Regions from separate parts of the Mus musculus genome. Here region 2 is linked to region 1. The links are chromatin contacts, called in public Hi-C maps. All regions are on one chromosome and are shown on one strand. The core of a region is the stretch at or near the end of the contact, and the rest is flanking DNA. Distances in the headings are between cores, read along the strand shown. Region 1 overlaps L3mbtl3 (L3MBTL3 histone methyl-lysine binding protein). Region 2 overlaps Arhgap18 (Rho GTPase activating protein 18).

Region 1 (7,963 bases), core at 3,465-5,964:
GCATTTCATAAAGTCCACAGTGAACATTTGCCACAGCTCTTGGAGAGTGCCAAGCAGGTTCTAGTGCTGGGATGTTTGTGCCTGCCTGCCGGCCTTAGGTAGGGGAAGGCCAAACACCCTGGTTACTCACTGTTTACCCAGCAGGGGTGTCAAGTTCTATCAGTACCACTCTTCTACAACACTGCCAGTGTCATCGAGATCCAGTCCGTTTCATGAACGAGGATTCATTCACCACTGAAGTACCAGTCTCTCCTGGCTTGTTTATTGTCAGTAGGGCATTTTCTTGATTAATGATTGGTGTTGGAGGGCCTAGCCCTCTGGGAGCAGTATTCCCCCTGGGCCTGTGGTCCTATAATATATAGTATAAGAAAGCAGACCATGAGGCATAAGCTAGGCTAGGAAGCAGCAGTCTTGCGAGCTCTCTGCTTCAGTTTCCTGCCTTGAGTTCCTGCCGAGACTTCCCTCAGTGATGACTGTCCTGAGAGTTGTAAGATAAAATAAACTCTGCCCTCCATGAGTTGGTTTTGGTAATGGTGTTTTATTACAGCAGTAGAAACAAAATCTTAACTCATTTAATATTTTCAATTTCCCTCACATAATTGTCCCCTGACCTCTCCTGCTCTGAGGATTAAGTCTTAGTAATGTATAATTCGGTCCTTGTGATGGACACTTCACACACTGAGAAATATCTTTTGGTTGATATTTTATTTAAAGCAATGAGGGGGAGAAAGAACAATGGCACATCTGGAAATTCTCAAAGGAAGAAAGTTTCTCATTCAAAGAAGCACAGAGTTTCTACAGACTGTTTAGGAATGCGCATGACATTGAAAGACGAACTTGCGAAGTCTTGAGCCTGGCATCATGGTGTGAGCATGTAATTTCATCATTTGGGAGGCTGAGGCAGGAGGATAAAATCAAGGCCAGCCTAAGCTTCATTCCAAGTTTTGAACAGCATATTACACAACAATATTCTGTCTAAAGAAAAAAAAAAAAACAAAAACAACTTGAAAATATGTAAGATCAAGAACATACATGATTCACCAAAGATCTGACCTACAGTTGGACAGTTCCCAGCACACTAATTTTATCTGGCCACTTGAGTTCCACTGATTAGTTGAAGACAAATTTCTCATATGCCTTTTTACTTATCCATTTTTGTCTGAATCACTAAAATATAAAAAGAGCTTTCCATTTAGAAACAAAAAGCAAAAAACCACATACTCCCTAGCTTGGTGGAATGTCCCTGTAATCCTAGCACATCGGAAGTAGAGACAGAAGACTCATGAGTTTGAGGCTGGCATAGTTGCAGGACTCTGTCTCTTGACCAAATCAAAATGGGCCAGAGGTGGCTCAATACCTCTGCATCTGATATCCCGAGGTCAACCCTCAAACCCACATGATGAAAGGAGAGACCTGAGTCCCTTCAAGTTAATGTCTGACCTCCATATGTGCACTCTGGCATGCAGGTGCCTCAACAGATACACACACAATGCATGCACATAAAATATAAATAAAATAAAAATATTTACTATTGCCTATCATCCCACCTTTAAAAAAGAAAAGCAGTGTTCCTCTAATACTCTGTCCAGTAATGTTTTTCTTAATAATTTGTGATTTGCGAGTTGGTGCCCCGTGACTGGGTACCATGTCTTCTTGTAAATATGCTTAGATCTAATTTCCATGTGCAGCTCCCGGTTGTGAACTCCGCCCCCCATTTCTTCTCTATGGGGGAAGCAAACGATTGTTCTGGACAGCAGCCACTTTTAGGCTTTTTGGTCTCAAATCTTAGTTATTGAAAACCCAAGTAGTTATTTTTTCTAATATTCTATGCATATTGATACTTACTGTGTTAAAAATAGGCTGATTGATTACTTACTTAAAAATAATGATAGTAAACTTACTGTATGATAATATACATAAACAATTTTTTATGAAAGGTAGCAAATATACAATAATAGCAGTCGTAAACGGGAGAAGTTGTAGCCTCCCACAGCCTTGAGCAGACTGGCTCAGACCTTGCTCCACTGAGAATGAGACCACCTGAGGTAGAGCCTTCCCACCTAGATGGTTCTATTGTTCTGTCACTCTGGAGCCGTTCCTCAAGACACTGCTACCTGCTGAGAGGCTGAGAGATTCCTGCGATGGCAGGCTACCCAGAGATTCACACCTTCCTGCCAAACTAGTGCTGTATGATGATAACTTGCTGTATGATAATATACATAAACACAATTTTTATGAAAGGTAGCAAATATACAATAATAGTAGTTGTAAATGGGAGAAGTTGATGTAGTTTTGTACTTGGGCAAACCTTTCTAATGTCTGACTTTAAGAGCGATAGCTGGATTCTTACCACTTCGCCTGCCTTTCATCTATTCCAGGCTGTTGTTTTGGCTAAAGTATATGAAAAAGGTCTGGTTTTATGTAGAGACAGGGTTGGAAAAGAGAGAGAGATTTTGCTTCTCTTTCAGTAATGGTGGAAATCTTTGATGTCCCAGCAAAACTCCACAAGGGGCAGTCTACCCTAAAGGTGGGTTGGTGTGCAGTTAGAAACCTGATGACTGAGGTTTCGCCCTCTGTTAAAATTTATTCATCTGAGAGTTGGAACCAATCCCTCCCGGGCTTACTGTTGTAACGCTATACCTTAGTCATTTGGAGAACATTTTTCCAATGAACTATGTAAATCTTCCAACTGTTGTCATATTTCATTAAGTTTAAAACACTTCATTTTCATTCCTGTCACTAGTCCATGTCCTTGGCAAAGTCTTGGCTGTTAGGAACCTTGTTAGTATCATAGTAAGTGTTTCAGCTGGATCAAACAAACTTGATTTCGTTCTGAAAAATCACATTCACATTTGCTGTGCTAGTAGGTCAGACATGTAATTGGTAGGTTAATATAGATTAATACAATAGACTAATACAGAATAATAGATTCAAAAATGGTGTCTTTTAAATCCACATTTTATTTTGTAGTTCCTTTATCTCAGAAAATTCCATTTTCTGAGAGTATAGTTAGGACAGGACTCAGTTACTTGAGGTCAGCTGTTCAAAAATATTAAATGGAACTGTCCAGAAGCAAACAATCTGTGAGTTTTGACGTGGTCCCGAGTCGTGTGAAGTCACAGAGTGTTTCACTCAACTCTACTCAGGAGTGAGTCCACTTTGGATCTAGTGAGCCTGTAGTGTGTGCACAAGCCCCTCCCCGCCTGCTAGGTACTTGGTGACTGTCATCTCAGTTATCAGATTGACTGTCCAAGTTCACAATGCTTATTTTCAAGTAAACCTCGTTTACTTCACATTGGCCCAGCTGCAATAGCAATGCTGTTGGTGACTTGATTAATGCAAAACAGAATGTTAATTGTTTAAATGAAAAGGTGGAGATGCTCATGCTCTGGAAAAAAGTGGTATAGCTCTGGGGGTGGCGTGTAGAGTGAGTGCTTCTCTTAATGCTAGCTGCAGTTTCTAACACCACAAAGTAAAACAGAAATGTAATCTATAGAGGGTTTGGAGGGCCTGAAACCTGCTGGGCAAGTACTCTCCCAGGGTCTCTATCCTCAGCCCCATTCACGATGCTTTGGAGCGGTTGTTTTTAGATGGATGAATCAAGAAAGTGAAGAAAGTAAAGGAAGCAGACGTGATAATGATAACTAAATCAGTGTGCATGTGAAGTATTTATACTCTCTCTCCCTTCTTCCAGGTTACACAATAAATCATGACTGAATCTGCATCTAGCACAAGTGGTCAAGAGTTTGATGTGTTTAGTGTTATGGACTGGAAGGATGGCGTTGGTACCCTACCAGGGAGTGATTTAAAGGTAGGCTTTCTTTATCATACACAAGTGTGTGTGTGTGTATATATATAATAAAAGGTGTAAATAAGTACATTTATTTATTTATTTATTGTATCTGCAGTCAGCTTGTTTTACAACGAAATACATGAAACAATGTACTTCAACGTATATACATGAAACAAAAATTCAAAGCAGTAAATAGAGTGTTCTGGCTTCATACAGTATGTGGTATTCTGTAGTAAATTTGCAAGCTACCTTATAATACTGATGGATTGCCGGGTTTTACCCCTTGGGCTAGGGGTCTGAAGAATAGTTTCAGTATGCTCTTAATCTGAGGAAGCCATCAAGACCTTTGAGGAGGATCGTCTGGTTTTGTTCTATGATGATGATAGCCAATATATATGGCAGTGCCAGACCTAGAAAGTCTAGCTTTTTGTATATTTTAGTAATGGCTTTGGGGGACCACATTCCCTGGGTCCTAGTGTCCTTATATAGAAGCTGGATAAAAAAAAAATGAAAACTTTGAATCGATAGAACTATTTACTATGCTATAAATAAGAATTTTGTATAACCACTTGTTCACCAGCATACTCTTCATGGGGTCCAGTCTGCCCACTGTATGTCTCCACTCTTCATGGGTCAGTCTGCTCATTGTATATATACTAGCCTACAATGTGTCTCCAGCCTTTATGGCTCAGTGTACACACTGTCTATGTGCTAACCTACTGTGTGTCTCCACTCTTCACGGGTCAGTCTGCCAACTAGCCTGCTCACTGTATATGTGCTAGCCCCACTGTGAATCTCTACTTTTCATGGCGTTCAGTCTGCCCCGTTGTGTATGTGCTAGCCCACCGTGAGTCTCCTGCTCTACTGAGCCTGCGTTAGGGCCATCTCTGCTGCTCCATGGAACACAGTTGTGCAAGCTCCCATCGGCCCCTGCTTCTCATTTCTAGTGTGATTTTTGCTCTGATCCTGTCTTTGGGACCTTGAACCTGTCTGTGGCCTGTGGCCTTTTAAACTTTGTGTTTGTATGCAGTCTCTCAGGTGTTTGAACTTCCTGTATCTCTAACAGGCTGTCACTTGGCCTGTCTCTATAAGACTTGTTCTGTGCTGCCTCAAATCGAAAATTTTGCCCCTAACTTAGGCTTCTTGAAATCTAATCCTTTTGATGGCTGCCTGACAAATATCTTAGCCCAGTCCCTGCCCTCACTGATCCTCAAGGGTACAATTTAAACATCTGCCTGCCGTTGGAAAAATGTTTGAGATTTTGGTTGGCTTAGGCTTAATTGAGCCGAAGAGCCAGTGTATGCGATTAGGGAAACAAAACCATTCCAGTGAGGGTTAGGGAAATCTGGAGAAGCTATTTTTAAAAGAGTACCAACATATAGTTAGAACTATTAAATTCTGGCAGTCCTTTATACCATAGGGTAACAGGAGTCTAAAGTAATATATGATCTACTGTAAAATAACTAAGAAAGAAGATTTCAAAGGTTTTTATTATGTAGAAATAGAAATGTTTGAGGAGGTAGGAATGCTAATTCCCCCATCTGAACATTACATATTGTGTATGTATATGGGAATAGCATATGGCACTCATAAGTATGCACACACACTTTGTATCCACTCAAAATCATTAAAAAGAAGATGTTTCCAGTTTTGGTTTTGTGTGATGAGAAGTTATAGACTTAGTTAATTCTTCTGGGTCATGACAGCTCTGCAGTAAAGGAAGTAAATACAAGAACAAATGGGACTCAAGCTGTTCTGACATTCTGCAGGTGCCACCTGTGTGACTTGTGGTGGGCAAAGAAAGCTGATAGCATTTAAATAGAAAAAAAAAAAGCTATTTTTCAAGCTCCAATCATGTCAGCCATATGTTAGCATGTGACCTTTGTCCAGTTGCCTAACGTCAGGGACTGCAGAGGTAGCTCAGCAGTTAAGAGCATGTTCTGCTTTGGTAGGACCTGACTCTGGTTTGACTGGACAGCTCACATTTCCCTGTAAAGCCAGTGCCAGGGGATCTTTATGAACTCTAAGGGTAATTATACTCACAGCCCCTCCCTCCATCCTTGCCACATAGACACAATTAACAATAAAGTAAAACCTATGGAAGAGTCTCTAAAACCCTTACATGTTGTAAGCTTTATCTGAAAAAATGGGAGTCGACAGAATCCATAAACTCACAGGTGTGAGACAGCGGTGATGGTGAAAGACTGCAAACTGATACAAGTTGCGCATTCTCTGACTATATTATGAAAATTACTCTCCTGCATTTTCATACATGATATGTTTTATATGTCAGGTACACGATGAAATTTATAACTTTGTTTTAGTTAGCCTTTGGCAAAAGGGGAGTTCCCATCCCTAAGAAATCTGGATTGCTTTTTAAGTTTTCTAAGCAATGGATTTTAGAAATTAACCTATTATTTTTATTAAGATAATCAGGCAATTAAGTCATTTAGGGTTTTAGTATCAGGCTTGTTAGATATGACTTTTACACTCATGTAATTATAGGGTAATTACCATGTGTCCAATCTACCTATGGGCAGTAGACGGTTGGATACCTTACTTTAGTAATTTAAAGAGTAGAGGAAAGGCACAGAGGCACTAAGTCTGAACCCACAGCACCCATGGACAAAGTAGCCCAGTGGCAGAGAGGGCTGGAGACAGGAGGCTTTCCGAAACTTTGCGGCCACCAACCTAATTTTAGGTTTAGAGAGAGGACTTTTCTCAGTGAAATAATAAGGTGGAGGGTGACAGACAGAACACAGACATTTACTTGGCCTCTGTATCGTATAGATGGTGTATGTAGCAGCATGCATGTTCATACAACACTCACACATACCTCTCTCTTTTTCTGTGTCTTTCTCACATACAGAATATATTATTTATAACCCTTCTTTCAATTTATAGCCTATAGTGTGAAGAGCAAAGGCCAGGCTGCTGCTCTTTAATGGTTTGTGTGTTTAGTGGTGCATGTCATAATAGTTTCCTCTGAAATTTAAACAGTCTACTGTGCTCCTTAAGGAGGAAGGTAAACCACTCAAAATAACTTAAGGAAGTCCCTGAAACTAAACAGATTCACTAGGCTCCTCCCTGCCAGCGTAAACAATAAAAGTTGAGAGTCTCTCTCAGAAGGGAAGTGTCAGGCTGCAAAGACCACTCCCATTCTAGCTGAGCTACGGAGAATTAGGCTAGCAGAGCTGCCTGGAGGTGCTTTGGATCAACTGAGTTATTTGGATAGGACCATTTCTAACCTGTGTGAGTAACTTGCAGACTGTAATCTGGGCTCCCGGTCCCAGCTTTGTGAGGTCTCATCTATGATGGGGTGAACTTTGGTGATTCAACTGCCTTTGAGTCTTTTTGTGCTCCTGTAAGTATCCCCAATAATAAATTTGTTCAACAAGTTGAACTGTGGTAGTATCTGAACTTTGGCTTGTCGTGGGCTTAGTATTGTCGTTGAGTAGATACATGTGTTGTGACTTCCCAAGGAAAGCTTTGTGATACACCATCTCACTGACTGGGTTACATAGGACTCTGTACATCAAAAATCTTGGTTAAGTAGTTAAACAATTAATTTTTTACTAAACCAAAATGCTGACAATTAGCGTAATTCATAAAATCTGCTTCTCTGCCCTTGTCACATCCTGGGCTAATTAAACATGATTATTTGAAATAAAGTACAAACATCTTTTTGGATGCAGAAGTGAGAGGAATAGGAAATAAACCCTCCGAGGGAGCGCTTTACCTGCAGTGTATCTCATCTTTTTATTTAGCATCTTCTATCTTTTTTTACTTAGTTATTGCAGCTCTGGGCCAGAGGAGACTGCGATGATTATCAAAACGATGTCTCTTAACACTGCCACAGTGCTGTCTAAAGACAGAGCATGCCAAGATCAACAGGCATGGGGAAAGGGTACACATTTGGAGAGGTTGAAACGTCCTTCAGCTGCAGGAACCAGGAAGCCTTTAAACACCACCAGTTACCATTTGAGCTGAAAATGCTCTTTGGGAGGACTTCTGGGTGCATGGGAAGAGAGCAGGAGCAGGGCTTCCAGAAGCAGTCACTTACTTCAGCAGGTCAAGTGCCCACTGCTGGTCAGGGAAAGACCATGCTCATCACCGCAGCATTTCTGCATAAATAAGCTTCAGAGGTTTTATGCAAATTGTTCTTTGAAA
Region 2 (7,963 bases), core at 1,686-4,185, 500 kb before region 1:
TTAGTTTTAAACATGTAATAAATACATGTCAGAAATCCAGGGGTATATATATATCATTTAAAGGCCACTGCTCAGAACAATTTTTGTCAATGCTTAATAAAACATTTTAAAAAATCCTTTTGTTCCAATCAAAATAGAATTAAGAATTAGATATGAATCCCATTTTGTTCATCCCGACTATGGAGCAGAGCCAGCTTCATGACCGTGCTGCAGCACAGCCACATGGGGCTCAGTAAGGGCTTGCCTTTGTTTAAATGCCTCTCTATAGCAAAGGTGAAACCTACAGAAAGCCTAGATTTTCAGTGTGAGCCAGCTTAGCTGGCTTTCAGGCAAGCTTTTAGTTAGGCGAGCATGCAAACATGTGCCCACGTCAAGTAGAAAACTCAGTGATGGTATTATCTGCTCCCATCTATGTTTTTCAATAGTCTGTGACAATTTTAAGTAGAATACTTAATAACTTTTATGATTAATTTTTAAAGTATCGTAAATGTCAAAACAAATACTAATTTTATTTTCCCATTAGTTTATATGGTTATATGTTTTGCTGTGAATACATTATTGGTTTCCTAGGAAACCATTCAATGAAAAAAAAATGATTAGCCATTTTTGTAAATTAGAAGCTACTTTCAGCTGCTGGATGTCAGTGGACAAGAATTTAGAAATGATTCTCTTCAATGCTTCGATGTCAGTTACAATAATCATACCCTCCTCGTGCAGACCAAAATAAACATGCTGTGCTGAATCCAAACTGGAGTCATGCAGAACACACTTAAAACAAATTGATTTCCTCCAGAAAACAGGGCAACGAGAACAAAAAGCACAAACTGTGCAAACCGCAGTTCAAATGCGAAACCAAGTTCAGGGAGGGGACAGAGAAAATAACTGTGGGTGACAGTGGTCGCTGCTAGAGATAGACAGCGATGTGGCTAAGACAAATGCTGGCTCCATCATACCCATACGGAGAAGTTAAAGGATGAATTCCTTGCCTGTTAAGCCCACAAGTGTACATAATATAATTTCTTTACTCTAGTATCCTTGTGTGTGTGTGTGTGTGTGTGTGTGTGTGTGTGTGTGTGTGTGTCTGGGTGTGTATGCTCGAATACAGGGGCTAGCATGAGTAGACTCACAGATGTGTGCACATGTGCGTGGAGGTTAGAGGAAAACCTGAATGTCATTCACCTCTGTCTGCTTTACTCTTGGGACAAGTGTCCTGGGGTCACTGGCCTAGAGTTTAATTAATAGCCGGTAGCAAACCTAGGGACCCACACGTCTAGGCCTTCCCAGTGCATATAATTTCTATAGTCCAATTTCCTCTTTTCTATGTTTATATGTATCCATTCATTTGTGCACATGGACTCACACATATGTACACATGTATGTGGAGCATTGTGTATATCTGGCTTTTCTATATAGTCTGTGGGAACCTTACACAAGTGCTCATATGCTTGTAAGGGCAGCATTTTACTTGCAAGCTCGTTAGTGATTGAACCATCCCCCAGTCCTTTCTGATTTTGAGGAAGGCAACAAGTCTAAGTTATATAATTCCTTTAAAAAAATTTTGTCCAGTTATCCAAAATAATAGAAATATCTATTTTTTAAAAAAAAATACTTTTCTTCTCTCATAGAAATACAAATTAAAAGTATATAGATCACTATGAAAAATGGTAAATATTAATTAATATATATAAATAAGTACAAGTAACGGGCCTTTCATAGAGGTGTGTAGTTTTATGAAAAGTGAAGAATGTAGATTAATGTGAAATGTGACAGTACTTGCAGCATTCAAAGTCTACTAGTTTTTAATTTGAAATTCTTTTTAAAGGTCTATTTTAATTTTATTTGTATTGGTGTTTTGTGTGTGTTTGCCTGTGCACCACATGTATGCAGTGCGCTGAAGAGACCAGACGACTCCATGGAACTGTTGTTACAGATGGTTGTGGGTCCAGTCAATGGAACCAGGGTGCTCCTAACTGCTGAAGCCACCTCTCCAGCCCTCAAACACGTACTTCTGGATGAATAAAAAGTCAAGTATAGATAAAACATTTACATTAGACACTGGTGTTTTCAGATTTAACCAGAACCAGCCTGGCTTTACAATCTCCGGATAATGTTTCCTTGCCTATAGGTGATGGCTAACCTTAATTGTCAACTTAACACACTTGGGAAGAGGAAACCTGAATTGAGGAATTGCCTCTATCAGGTTGGCCTGTGGAACATTTCCTTGACTGCTAATGGATGTGGGGGATTCAGCCTACTGTTGGCAGTACAATCCCTTGGTAGGTGTCCCCAACTTGAATAAGAAACATAGCTTCCTCTGATCCTGGGAGGAAGACAAAAACCACACCATCCCCCTCTGGTCTCTGCTTGTGGTCCTGCCTTGGCTTCCCTGGATGATGGACTGTGTCACATGCAAGCCAAATAAGGGCTTCCTTCCCTTGAGCTGCTTTTGAATAGTTTTATCACAACAACAAAGACTGGCATAAATCTAGGACAATTTCTTTCTGAACTTTCCAAAGTGCTTGAAACGCCATTAGTTCATGATAAGCAAACGAGTGGGCCCTGTCCCAAACTGATGTAGCAATAGCTACCTGGTGACTTGCCTGGCAGCTTGCTTCCTACTGTTTACCCTTCCAGCAGAAACAGATATAAATCGGGCTACAAGTTGTCACATCTCTCTTGCCCACTGCAATCTCAGCCTGAGAGCGCTCATATAACAGACTTGTCTCACAGAACCTTTGTTGCTATAGCCTACATTATGATGTCTGGCAAGAGACGGAAACACGAAGAAAGGACAATGTTCTCCTCAATATCTGTTAAGCAACTGGCAGTCACTCTTCTCCAAAGCATATTGACACTGGCACAAAAGATCTGTCTGTGTCTCTGAGGACCCAGCTCTCCAGCAGGCTAAGTCTGGCGCTGCCAGCCTGCGTGCCACTTCAGTGTCTGCTGGCACACAGACAGGGGGAAATACTGATACACAGTGGTTCATTCTGATACAGCACATGTTGCTACAGAGGGCTCCACAGAAGAGACAGAAAAGAGTGTTTTCATAGGGGTGAGTGTGGTGTGTGTGTGTGTGTGTGTACTCAGAAATGTGGTGCTCATATATGTATGTGTGCTCACACTCATGATGTGTGTATGCTGTTATTTTTTTATGTGGTGATACAGGAGAGAAGTACTGAGAAAATTCTAAATAAACAAAGATGTTAGACATGTTCTCAGATTTCTAAACCTCCTCATATACCTCTGTCCTAAAGAGGGATTTCTAGACAAAGGTTCGGAATGCTCTTAGGGCCTCTAGTTTATCTGACAGCCATTCCTTCACCCTGCTACTTGAAAGCCCAAGGCCATACAGTGATGTACAAATACCTCAGATACTAAGTTGAGAATGTAAATGCACAGTTCATCTGTGTCAGTGTTTAAGTAGCTAGTAGACTCATGTTTTAAGCCTGAACTAAGAATGCTTTCCCTTCTTATAAACACAAGAACGGTAAACTTTTTCTCCATGGTGCTTAATAGAATCTTTGTATTCATTTTGATTTCTAATTCATCTCTGAAATAAATGTTTAATGTGAAATGCATGAAAAGGAGAATTGTAATTCATTTTTTAAAAGATAATCTCTTTTTCTTATAGGTTTCTCTAAAATTTCTGAAAACAAAACCATTTATGAATTTAGAGCTTTTTCATGAACAGGGCACTAACTCCACAGTCCAGAGGCATGGTGTGGGAAGCATGGCTTTCCAAGTCAGGTCTTTCATCTGTAAAATGTTATTAGCCAGGAATAATTCTTGAGTATGCTGAATGAAGCAAAAAGCTCTGCATGCCACTGTGAATATGATAAGCATTCATGAAGATGTATATGTACATTGAGATCAGATGGGAAAAATGATAAAGGGCCAACTCTATTCAAAATCATTCATTACATTAGTACTTTCATAGAAGTTTCTCAGTAGAATTGAAGGGAATATGTTAGAGTTGTAAGTATTTATTACAGTAATTAAAAAGACAACCAGGAGTACAAGTCCAACATACCATCTTTTCCTTGGCCTTTGTTTTCGTTTGTTCTGACTGACCGCAAGTCTGAGTCATCTGGAGGCTGAACAGAGAGGAGGAGCCACTTAGTCATTGAGAGAACTCACAAATAGAGAAAACAGTATTGTAAATAATCCCATTATAACCTTCAGAGAACAAGAAATGAACTCAAACTTATACACGTCACAGGCAGCGAACAGAGTGCCACAGTGACCAATAGCCAATCGTCCAACAAGTGTATGATTACTCATGGCTGTGAGACACACACCAAACACAACTGGGAACAGGACAGAGGCCAAGAGTGTCCCTGTTATCTGAAACACCACTATCTAGATGAAATATTAGCAACATCCAGCTGTGAGTAGATATATGTGGTTTACTCAAACCATGACATAGTATTTAACAACAACAAAAATAAAGTCCAAAAACATGCTTCGGCATTAATGAACACTATACTATAAGGAAAAATCACCAAAAGCCATGTATATTATGATTTCATTTATCTGAAAAGTCCAGAACAGGTAAATCACACAGAGATCCACGTTTGCCTGAGTATTCAGGACAGTATAGGAAGTAGTTGCTGATGGGTATGCGCGTTCCTTGCAGGACATGTAATAAAAATGTGTCCTAGTTGACTGTAATGATGGCAGAAATCACTGGATTATACACCTCTTTTTTATTAGTTTTAAAATATTTACTTTTTTTTTTAGGCTTAGAGTTCTTTTTTTTTCTTTTTTAATATTTTTTATTAGGTATTTTCCTCATAAACATTTCCAATGCTATCCCAAAAGTCCCCCATACCCTCCCTCCCACTCCCCTACCCACCCACTCTCACTTTTTGGCCCTGGCGTTCCCCTGTACTGGGGAATATAAAGTTTGCATGACCAATGGGCCTCTCTTTCCAGTGATGGCCGACTAGGCCATCTTTTGATACATATGCAGCTAGAGACAAGAGCTCTGGGGGCGGGGGGGGGGGGACCTGGTTAGTTCATATTGTTGTTCCACCTATAGGGTTGCAGTTCCCTTTAGCTCTTTGGGTACTTTCTCTAGCTCCTCAATTGGGGACCCTGTGATCCATCCAATAGCTGACTGTGAAAATATTTACTTTTTATAAATTTACACATGCATTATATTCTAATCATATTCAGCAATCCTTAATACTTTCTCCTAATGTCCCTTGCTCTCATGGAACACTTTTTTGATCCCTCTTCATGTCTACTTTTGGGGAGAGGAATGGCCTACAAGTTTAATTGGGGTCCCTTGCATAAGAATGGGTGGGGAGTTATTACTGGAACATGGGTGGCTAAACAGTTACTGCACTCATGAAGAAAACGACTTCAATTTTTTTGTTGTTCTTATTGTTGTTGATACAGTTTTTTACTCTGTCATCTGGCCCACATCACGCAGGCAATCATTCCCAGGTTGAGGTCTATGCTTTATTGCGTGATCATATGATATGTGGATTTTAGCTTAACAATTCTATTATCAAACAAAAGTACTAGCTAATACATTAGAATTTAAATGAAAAACCTTTAAAAAAAAAGTGACCAACCAAATATGGTAGTTCCTGTCTGCATTCTCAGAACTCTGGAGACTGAGGCAGTAGGATTCTCATGAGTTTGAAACCAGTCTTGGTGATATAATGGGTTCAAAGCTAGAATGGGCTACATGGAGAAACTGTGTTTCTAATAAACAAACAAATAACTGGCAATCTTAAATATGAGATAGGTCAAAGAGTAATGTGCTTGCTATACAAACACAAACATGAACATTCAAAGCTGAAACCCAGCATGCATGTAGACACCTGAGCTACATATGAGGACCCAAGTTCAAACCTGGCATGCAGGGTATACACCTGGCCTATAGAACCACAAACATGAAGACCCAACTTCAAACCCAGCAGACATGAAAACACCTGGGCAGGGAAGTATGCATCTGGTAGACACAGGTAGATTCCTCAAGCTTTCGGCCAGCCATGCTAGCCAAATTGGACAGCTTTGGCTTCAGTGAAAGATTCTATCCCTAAAAATAAGATGGAAAGTGATTGTGAAAGACACTCAGTGTCGACATCTGGCCTCCAAATGTGTGTACACACCCATATATACAAGTATGCACACGCAAAATAGGTTGCTTAAAGAAGAAATGTGAGATAAATTAAAAGCAATTGGCAATAAGCAGTGATATATTGAAGGTAATTCTTTTCTTTCTCTAAAGGAATTGTTGCCAGGAGCCATGACACCTTAGAGATGGCCCTTCAAGGGTTATAAACATGGTGAGTTAGTACTGGCTCCAGATGGGGCTCTAAAAGAGTTTGTGAGGGGTCAGAAAAGTAGCCTGGGCCAATCATACAACAAGGTCTATTTGAATGAATTACTTTTAATAACAACTCTACTGGATTCCATCTACACATTCAAAAACTAGCCCATCTAGTGCCTTCACAAAGCAACCTCAGATATATAACTATATGTATATATGCATGTGTGTGTGCGTGTGTCAGTGTGTTATCCACAAAGGACTCTCCTCTCTCACTTACAATTTTACAAAAAGCACCAGGACTGGCATTAATATGTCATTAACATATGAGTTAGAGACTTATAGTACTCAAGACAATATCAAGTCACAGAAGCGACACATTTTATGGTCAAAGATGCACCTCAGTTGGTGACAATAGGACATTCTCCTTCCCCCTATAAGTCTGTAGAAGGTTGGCTTTCCATGGCACAGTGAACACAACCAAGAATTCTAATCTTATACATAGATACATATTTGGAGTATGTGGTCAGACTGTGTTTGTTAGTAACTGAAGATAGGTATCCATGTGGATACATCTAGGCATTAAATTTCCTGGTGTCAGCACATGCTTTGTGCTTAAGTTTGGACACCGGAAAAGCTGAATACACATTTATCCCAGAACAAAATAACCACAAGCAAGATGGATGCTTAAGTGGTGGGGCATGGAAAGTCATCTTCTAAAGAACGGTGGTATTCCAACTAAAGGTATCCAGCAAAAGACAACATTGTCTTAATCTCCTTGTGTTACTTCTCTCTTAATGACACCAACTGATCATAAAAGCCACCAATGATCTTAGATTCTAAACCATGTGGGTTAAACTTTTCTTGGAATTTGCTGGGAAAGTAAAAGTTTCTTCTAGCACCAAGTAGCAACATCGTCCTCAAGACTAGCAGGGATCCCACACCATAGATTTTGCTAAGTCTGCCCATTCTTGCTTGTCACTTCCTCTGTGCTTTCTTAGTGGCCAGGGCTGGTCAGGAGGCAATGTTCTTTAATTTGGAAGGGATGTCTTATTGTTTATCCTTACTATTCCTTTTTCTATCATTGCAAACCTACTTCCATCCTTCAGCACTGGTAGATGTCCCAAACAACCACTGGATAGCAAACAAGGATGTAACTTACACAGTGCCTGGAGCAATCTAGTGACCCAGGAATTTCCCGTAAGTGGGTTGAATTTGATCTGCAGTTGGCCATGCAAGCAAAGTAACAGCCTGCAACTGAAAGGATTTTTGCAGAAAAGCAAAGTAATCACAAAAAGTAAAGGCTCTCTACATAACATTATCAAAAACAACAAAGTGACTTCTATATAAGCACCTCCATTCTGCTTTTTATGAAAAGCCATAACATTTTTACTGCCCTTTGCTTGTACTGTAAATCGATTCTCACGTTCAAACTGCTTACTATCAGAGTCATGTTTGAAAGTGGAAATGCTGCAGAAGAGAAAATGCTTTAAAGTCAGACAAAATTGGGCTTAGCATCTACAGGACATGGAGCAAGTTACTTAAAGTCTATGAACCTCAACCATAGGATGGCCATGATAGCACCTCACTCAGAAGATAGCTGTGGGGATTCAATTAACTCAAACAGGTAGAGCAGTTAGCTCAGTAGCCATGGTAGCAATTGCTACTGTTAATGTT

Evidence for each region. Hi-C and Micro-C count contacts between places; a contact is called where the count stands out from the background.
Region 2: a Hi-C map of liver shows a contact between it and region 1, with 3 times the contacts expected there. The contact joins two enhancer-like sites. A contact is called at or near these places in 5 of 39 promoter capture datasets (the C10 cell line, the HPC-7 cell line, cranial neural crest and 2 more) and 2 of 484 Hi-C or Micro-C datasets (bone marrow-derived macrophages and liver).

Annotation. Positions count from the first base shown.
Region 1 is chr10:26,348,107-26,356,069 of GRCm38.p6, reverse strand. L3mbtl3 (L3MBTL3 histone methyl-lysine binding protein) reads left to right here. Exons shown (of 22, transcript NM_001359254.1): 2 at 3,695-3,811. The coding sequence starts at 3,710. Among named protein-coding and RNA genes, the nearest start is that of L3mbtl3, 22 kb to the left of the region's middle. Within about 2 kb of position 4,714, at least 12 of the 459 cell types and tissues checked have an H3K27ac peak or open chromatin away from gene starts, as enhancers often do. A contact at or near this core is called in liver, where this site is marked.
Region 2 is chr10:26,851,008-26,858,970 of GRCm38.p6, reverse strand. It overlaps Arhgap18 (Rho GTPase activating protein 18), which reads right to left. Exons shown (of 15, transcript NM_176837.2): 4 at 4,034-4,097. Among named protein-coding and RNA genes, the nearest start is that of Arhgap18, 82 kb to the right of the region's middle. Within about 2 kb of position 2,935, at least 27 of the 459 cell types and tissues checked have an H3K27ac peak or open chromatin away from gene starts, as enhancers often do. A contact at or near this core is called in liver, where this site is marked.